2 separate regions of the Mus musculus genome follow, and region 1 is linked to region 2. A link is a contact called in public HiChIP or PLAC-seq data. All regions are on one chromosome and are shown on one strand. The core of a region is the stretch at or near the end of the contact, and the rest is flanking DNA. Distances in the headings are between cores, read along the strand shown. Region 1 has its middle 34 kb from the start of Ankrd44. Region 2 holds the start of Ankrd44 (ankyrin repeat domain 44).

What was found. HiChIP or PLAC-seq counts read pairs in DNA pulled down with a chosen protein or histone mark.
Region 1: a contact with region 2 is called in an H3K27ac HiChIP or PLAC-seq map of large pre-B cells, with 2.8 times the contacts expected there. The contact joins the enhancer-like site here to the promoter of Ankrd44 in region 2. A contact is called at or near these places in 10 of 39 promoter capture datasets (the 3T3-L1 cell line, cranial neural crest, embryonic stem cells and 6 more), 43 of 484 Hi-C or Micro-C datasets (the AML12 cell line, B cells, the BV-2 cell line and 31 more), 8 of 115 datasets of contacts at active chromatin or transcription factors (CD8 T cells, the NIH/3T3 cell line, the SCID.adh cell line and 4 more) and 2 of 9 other capture datasets (adipose tissue and pancreatic islet).

The regions. Positions count from the first base shown.
Region 1 is chr1:54,959,162-54,962,593 of GRCm38.p6, forward strand. No RefSeq gene overlaps it. Among named protein-coding and RNA genes, the nearest start is that of Ankrd44, 34 kb to the left of the region's middle. Within about 2 kb of position 1,575, at least 21 of the 459 cell types and tissues checked have an H3K27ac peak or open chromatin away from gene starts, as enhancers often do. A contact at or near this core is called in the NIH/3T3 cell line, where this site is marked.
Region 2 is chr1:54,924,638-54,928,597 of GRCm38.p6, forward strand. Ankrd44 (ankyrin repeat domain 44) reads right to left here and starts at 1,750. Exons shown (of 28, transcript NM_001081433.3): 1 at 1,503-1,750. The coding sequence starts at 1,529.

The DNA.
Region 1 (3,432 bases), core at 325-2,824, 34 kb after region 2:
GCCCATACATCCAACCAACAGAAGACTTTTCTAGGAGGCAGCTCAATCTTAACAATTTGCTTATGCCTCACCCACGGCAAGTGCTAGCCGTGCCTCTGTACCGCATAAATCCCTCTGCCCAGCTGGGCGCTGTGGCACAAGCCTTTAATCCCAACACTCCTCAGGAGGCAGAGGCAGGTGGATCTCTGAGTTCAAGGCCATCCTGGTCTACAGCCAGGCCTACACAGAAAAAACCTGTCTTGGGAAAACAAAACAACACAACCAAAAGCCTATTCCAAGCTAGAGAGATGGGTCCGTGGTTAAGAGCACTGACTGCTCACCCCCAGGCTCTTGTTCATCGGGTCCCAGTCTTTCATGGGCTCCATTTCTCCCCAAAGAAGATAATGGGGCGATTGAGGGCATTATCAGGAAGCACAGAGCACAGAATGAAAGCTCCAAACGTCTCATCTGCCTCAGCCCAGAAAGCTTGGAAAGATGTGCGTTTCCACACAGCATTCTGCTGTGTAGAAATGAGACCACCTTAGAACTGACCCACTTACAGCCAACCATTGGGCTGAGCCGGGGACCCCAACGGAAGAGCTAGGGGAAGGGTTGAAGGAGCTGAGGGGGATTGCAACCCCGCAGGAAGAACGGTATCAACTAACTGGACCACCCAGCCCTCCCAGGGACCAAACCACCAACCAAAGAGTATACATGGAGGGACCCATGGCTCCAGATACATAGGTAGCAGAGGATGGCCTTATCTGACATCAGTGGAAGGGGAGACCCTTTGTCCTGTGGAGTCTTGATGCCCCAGCATGGGGGGGGGGGGGATGCTAGCATGGTGAGGTGGGTGTGGGTGAGTGGGTGGCGCACCCTCAAAGAGGCAAAGGGGAGGGGGGAGGGGGATGGGATGAGGGCTTTGTGGAGGGGTAACTGGGAAGAGGGGAATATCATTTGAAATGTAAATGAATAAAATGATTAATTAAAAAATAAAGAATTGACCCATATGAGGAAATCTTTAACTGAGAGATGGAATTTGTTGAGCTGCCCTGCCTCTGCCCCGACTCTACTCAGGGATGTTGTGCAGACTCCCTAAGTCACGTACTACCCAGGCACAAGGCCTTAGAGCCAAATTCCGGAGGTCCCAACGGGCCAGGTTTGGCCTCTCTAGTTGATGCAGGGGCATGTCAGGCGAAGCTAAAAGAAGAACACTTGGATGGGGAGAGGCCGAGGGCATCAGCTAGATCCCAATTAGTGAGGAAGCATCCTACTTTTTAGAAACCCATTGTAGTCTCAATGGGATTATTCAGGCAACTATCAGCTTTGCTGTTCCATATAGGAAGAAGAGACGGGCAGCGTGGGAACAAAGAGCCAGGCGGCAGTGTCTGACATGAGTGGCTCTCTATCTCTCCAGGATAACTGTGAGTCATTTAAGTTCTCAGATCCTCAATGTTCCGTTTATATAATGGAAGCAAACTTACTCTGCAAGCGTCTTCGTGATACGTGACGTTGGGTGAGTTTGCACTTAGACATGGGGCCTGGCACGTAGAGAGCCCTCCAGAACCACATGTTCTGGGGGAGCTGTCTGCCCCTCGTGAAGGGAGCAGCCAGGCAGTTTGTCCAGCCACCAGGGCATGACTCACTGAGCCGAAGATATGGGCTTTAAGGTTTGACTGCTGATGACCATTAAAAGACAATCACAACAGGAGCATCTGGTTTCAATTGAGAGTCTACTCTTGATGTCCTTTGAATCAACTCAAGATTTCCCCCTACAAAACAATCCAAAGCTTTGTACTAAGTTTACCGTTCCTAAGGGGGGTGAAAATGCCCTTTATTTAAAACAAAACAAAACAAAACGCCATTGGCCACAGCACAGTTTGGAACAGTCTCTCCCTGAGCCCTTTCATTAAGCACACCTCCCAGGCACTCACCTCTATAGTACTTGAGATATTTGACCTCTCTGGCCCCTAGGACTTAACACACAGCAAAGCCTTGATGGGAAATACCAGCACAGTTTACAGCTAGTGGGGATCTGAGCCCTGTCTGTTTTTTAAAGATGCCTCCTAATGCTATAGTCATGTGCACTGGACCGCTTATAACAGACACTATCCCACCCTGCATCCCTACCCTTACTTGTCCTTTGTCTAAATATGCCTTTAGAAATTATTAGGAATAAAAAGGCTAGAATATGTAGTATACAGGCTTTTATTTTTGATTTTTGTTTTGTTTGTTTTTGGATTTTTCAGAACAGGAGTTCTCTGTGTAGCCCTGGCTGTCCTGGAACTTGTTCTGTAGACCAGGCTAGCCTCAAGCTCAGAGATCCACCTACCTCTGCCTCCTGAGTGGTGGGATCAACGGTCTTGCACAATCACTGCCTGACTCAGAGTTTATTTTTTTTAAACAAGAAATATATATTGCCTCTAGAAAGTTGTTTTAAACCAACTTATAATTCTAACCAGAGTACAAAGGAATCATCTATACTTAGTCTTCATCAATCTTCTGGGGAAAAGGTCAACTTATTGTTTTAATTTGCTTTTCTTTGGTTACTCATTAGCAAAGCATCTTTTCATTTTTTAATTGTCTGTATTTGTTTATTTATGTATTCACCGTGTGGATGGGTGCACGTATAACAGGCCACGCTTTGGAGGTCAGGGGGCACCTGTGGGAGTCAGTTCCCTCAATCAAGTGGCTCCTCAGGGTCAAACACAGGTTTCCAGGCTTGGCCGCAGGCACCTGCACTCACACCAAGTCATCTTGCTGACCCTTGTAAAATGTCTTTTTCTAAAAATATTTGTAGGTTTTTATGTACGTGTGTGAGGGCATGTGTGTCACAACACACAAGTGGAATTCAAAGAATGATTCAGACTTTGTTTCCGTGTCTGGTACTGTGTGTGGCATGGCCCAGCAGCTGCCGCTGGCTGGTCCTATCTTTGCCTCCTGTCTTAACCTAGGAGCGCTTGGATTTTCGACACACACCACCGAGTCTGAGGTTGCTTCTGGGAATACAAAGTCAGGGTCAGACTTATCTGCAAACTCTTACCTATGAGCCATCTCCCTGGCCCAAACATCCTTTTTAATCAACACATAAAATTGTTCCTATTTATGCCTGAGGAAAAGAAGGTCCAAAGCCAGGCCCAAAATGGGTCCAGCTCAAGAGGAGGTCCCAAGGCCTGACATTATTACTGAGTCTATGGAGACTCACAAAATAGAGGGAGTCTATCATGACTGTTCTCCAAAAGACCCAACAAGCGGTTGAAAAAGTCAGATGCAGATATTTGCACCCAACCAATGGACAGAAGCAGCTGACCCCTGTTGTGGAATTAGGGAAGGCTGAAAGGAGCTGAGGAGAAGGGCGATCCTATAGGAGGACCAGCAGTCAATTCATCTGGACCCCTGAGATCTCTCAAACACTGGACCACCAAACAGGCAGCACACACCAGCTGATATGAG
Region 2 (3,960 bases), core at 500-2,999:
TTTTCCCAGTCAGCTGTTTTACTTAGAAAATAAGGAACTCGGGATAAATGATTAGCATCTTTCTAAGTAAAATTCTACACCGAATGCTTTCCTATGTCTAACATACCAATGCCTACTAGCACCGTGTTGTTCTACTCGACTCTGCAGACTTAGGAATTAACAAAGTAGGGGAATGTGTACCATCATCGTTGACAGGACTCTGGACACAATACAGCATAAGACTTAAAATAAGCAGATGTCTAACAGTTGGCAAAAATTGGAAACAAAGGGTAGAGAAAATCCTAATATCAATTTACAAGCACTTTAAATGCTCAGTAGCCAACGAGGAGGGACAGGTTCACACAATTAACAGCTGCTCTCCCTGCTAAATTTAACAGAGTTTTTAACTCAGTGACTTCTGAACCAAGGCGGGGAGGGGAAGAAAGCGGGGCTGTAAATACTTAAGGAAAGCAAGCTGAAGTAAATTTAATCTAAAGGGGCAAAACAAACCATTGTGGCTCACTACCGCAAAGGTTGCATTTAAGTTGCAGAATATTCTGGCTGAATTCTAACTAGCAAGACGCCAGATGCAACCTATTAAGAAGTTGGAGGTGCTTAATAGAGGGGACTGGCCTGTTTGACACCATGTATCAAAGTCAAGATCGCCTCTTCGCTTACCAGGCCCCCAAAACAATGTTCATTTCAGTGTAGATGCATAAACCGGGACGTTTCCCCCCTTTTCATGTAAAGAATTGTGAGGTTTTGTTTTGTTTTGTTTTGTGTTTCAGGCAATTTAGTTGGACTTCCCGTGTGTGTCAATGTCCAGACCTGTAGCAAAGACTGTCAATCGGATTCAATAAATAATTTCATGGCTTCAAGCTGAACTCTGGGGCTGCCGGGTGTGATGTCTCCGTCAAAAAAGCAACAAAGCTGAGGGGCACCAGCGCCTGCGAGCTCAGCCTGGGACCTGACTCCATCTCCTATTCGGAGACCTGGGCCGAGAGCTCGCGTCTCTCTGCACCCTCAATCCCACATCCCACACCCAGCCCCTGGGCAACTAAAGAGGAAGTCGGGGTGTCCTATCCAACCGATGAAGATAGCCTATTGCACGGGAGCGGGGATCCCGGCCAGTCTCTTGCCTGACGCGGGAGAGGTCTGGGGAAGCGGGGCTGCGAGGCTGAGATCCTCTCTCCCGCCGTCCACCTTCCTCCTCCTGAGCCCACGGGCAGCCTTCCCCCGAGCACCCCCAGGCTGACTGCTCCTGAGTGCACGACGCAGTCCGAGGCTCCCCTCTCCCGGTGCGGCTGCGACCCGCGTTCCCCGCGTCCGGCGGCCACTCCCGCATCTCGCCGACCCTCTCCGGCCGCGAACGCGCACTTGCGACGGCCCAGGGCGGAGACTGCGCGGGAGCCGAGCCCCGCGGCAGGCCGTGCACGCTCAAAGGCTGCGCGTAAACAGCCCGGGGCGCGCTCCGCTCGCTCGGCGCCCGCCGCGCCCCCTTCTCCGCTCCCCGCCGCCCCTACCTGCTCGCAGAGTTTGAGCACTGCCATTCTTCCTTTCCCGCGCGCGCGCACATACAGCTCTCCGCTCCGCAGATGTCAACGCCGGGAGCCCGGGGACGCGGAAGGGACGGCCCGGGAAAGCTCCAGGAGCTGGGCTCGCGAAGGTGACAGCCCCGCCACTGCTCGGCCGCCGCCGCCTGCCTCTCAGAGCCCAGCCCCGGCTCGCGGGAGTCGCAGCCCGGCCCGCCCGCCTTTATACAGGAAGTGCCGGCCGCTGCCAGCCGGGCCGCCACTGACATCACCGCGCGCTGCCTCGCGCCGCCCGGGCCGACGCTGCCTCCTGCCGCCCGCGGCGGCTCCTCGCAGCCCTCGGCCCCGGCGCCCTCCCACACCTGCACCCCGCTCCGCCAGGAGCCAGCCGAAAGGGGAGGGGGCCTGACGCTGACCCTCCCCAGCAATCCCACCCACGCGCACGCCACCGATGGGCAATCCCTCGCCGACACACCCCAGGGGTCCAGAAAGCTTGCTACTCACAGGCCACCAACTTTCACCCTGCAGACTGTGTCACACCCCCTTTCCCTAAACCTCTTCCCTAATCAGATTGCTCCGGCGCTCCGAATTTCTGCCACCTAGGCGCTGGGCTGACAGTCTCTTTGTTTAATATAAGGAGGCCATGGATGCGTTGTTGAGTCCAGGGTTTCTCTAAACATATAGCGGTGGGAACGGGAGCTGTGACCCTCCGGTCACCTCCTAGTTAAACCACACACTACCCTAACTTGGTAGCCTAGGCTTGGGACTGAAGGTGAAACTGAGTAGGAAAAAAAGAGTCCTACTAAATTACTGCATTAAATAAGTCCTAGCTGATTTATTCCTACAAGAGTAAGTTGCATGCTGCCCACTTTCCACCCTACACACACAGAAGACAGCTGTCCGACAGATTAGGCTTCTAATACAGAGGTAGCAATCCGTAGTAAGTGTTGGTATTTCTGCGATCTGGAAAAGCACTTATAAATTCCGGCAGTGACTGGGCATGGAGAGAAATGGAGCATAAGCAGGTAAGATATTCTGCTGGCTAGTTTTTACCTCTACTTGACACGGGCTACAGTCATTTGAGAAGAGGGAGCCTCAGGTTTGTTTGTTTGTTTGTTTGTTTGTTTGTTTGTTTTTTAAAAAGGCTCCCACCAGATTGACCCGTGAGCAAGCTGGTAGGGGCATTAAGAAAATTAATTAAGAAAAACTGATGATTAATGTGGTCGGGGTCAGCTCTCTGTGAGTTGTGTCACCCTGGGTAGGGGTAATCTTGGGTGTATAATAAAGCAGACTGAGCAAGCCATGAGCACCAAGCCAGTAAGCAGCACTTCTTCCTGGCATGTGCTTCAGTTCCTGCTTCCAGGTTCCTGCCTTGCGTTACTGCCCTGTCTTCCTTCAGTGATGAACTGTGATGTGGAAGCGGAAGTACAAACAAATTCTTTCTTCCTCAAGTTGTTTTTGGTCACTTTTCCTTTTTTTGTCACACTAGAGCCCGTAAGTAAGACAGGTGCCTACTCTCAAAGGGCACTCATATAAACCAGATAGGCATTGCAGATTAATATAATTCCAAACCGAAATAAAGGATCATAAGGAGAAGTATTTAGGAAGCAAAAGACCAGACTAAGCTGGGCGTGGTGGCGCATGCCTTTAATCCCAGCACTCGGGAGACAGAGGCAGGCAGATTTCTGAGCTCGAGGCCAGCCTGGTCTACAAAGTGAGTTCCAGGACAGCCAGGGCTACACAGAGAAACCCTGTCTCAAAAAAACAAAACAAAACAAAACAAACAACAACAAAAAAAAAAGACCAGACTAGACCAGTGGCTAAGGGCAGGCTTCCTGAAAGAGGGGAAAGCTGAGACCTAGAGAAGAAAGTTAAGCAGGGAAGTGAGAGATAGCCCACACCCAAGAAGCCACTGGTACCCCTAGCAGGACCTTCGGGACTGTTGAACAACAAATCAGAACTACAAAGGGCCTGGTTAAGATCAAATGCCTGCCCCACACCTGCCTCTATAGTTCACTCACAAACCAGCTGTAGGTTTCTTCTTCCCCATTGTCAGTGCCTCAACGAAGATCTCATAGGAGAAGGGAGCTCCAGCAGTCAGGTAGCATCCTGGCCTTTATCCTCAACCCACTCTGGCTGGTGAAGCAGCTAAATCCCAAAGCTACTCCTACCTATCCTAGACACTGTGATTCTACTCCTGCAGTAAAGGGGGCCCAAGGAAGCACCATCCAGGGTCTCTGCGGCCACCAGTGAGAAGCAGACACACATACTCCAAAGTTGCTGCTCCTAAGACCCTTCTCGGTGGCTTGCTGCTTGTGTGAAGCACCTCTTCATGCTGCCTTTCATCAACTTACTAGTATCTTACATAGATTTGTAAGCAAATGGACAGGGAATTCCCTGGCTAGATATAAGCATATTTATAAAGAGAGATAAAAAATTATGTACGTTG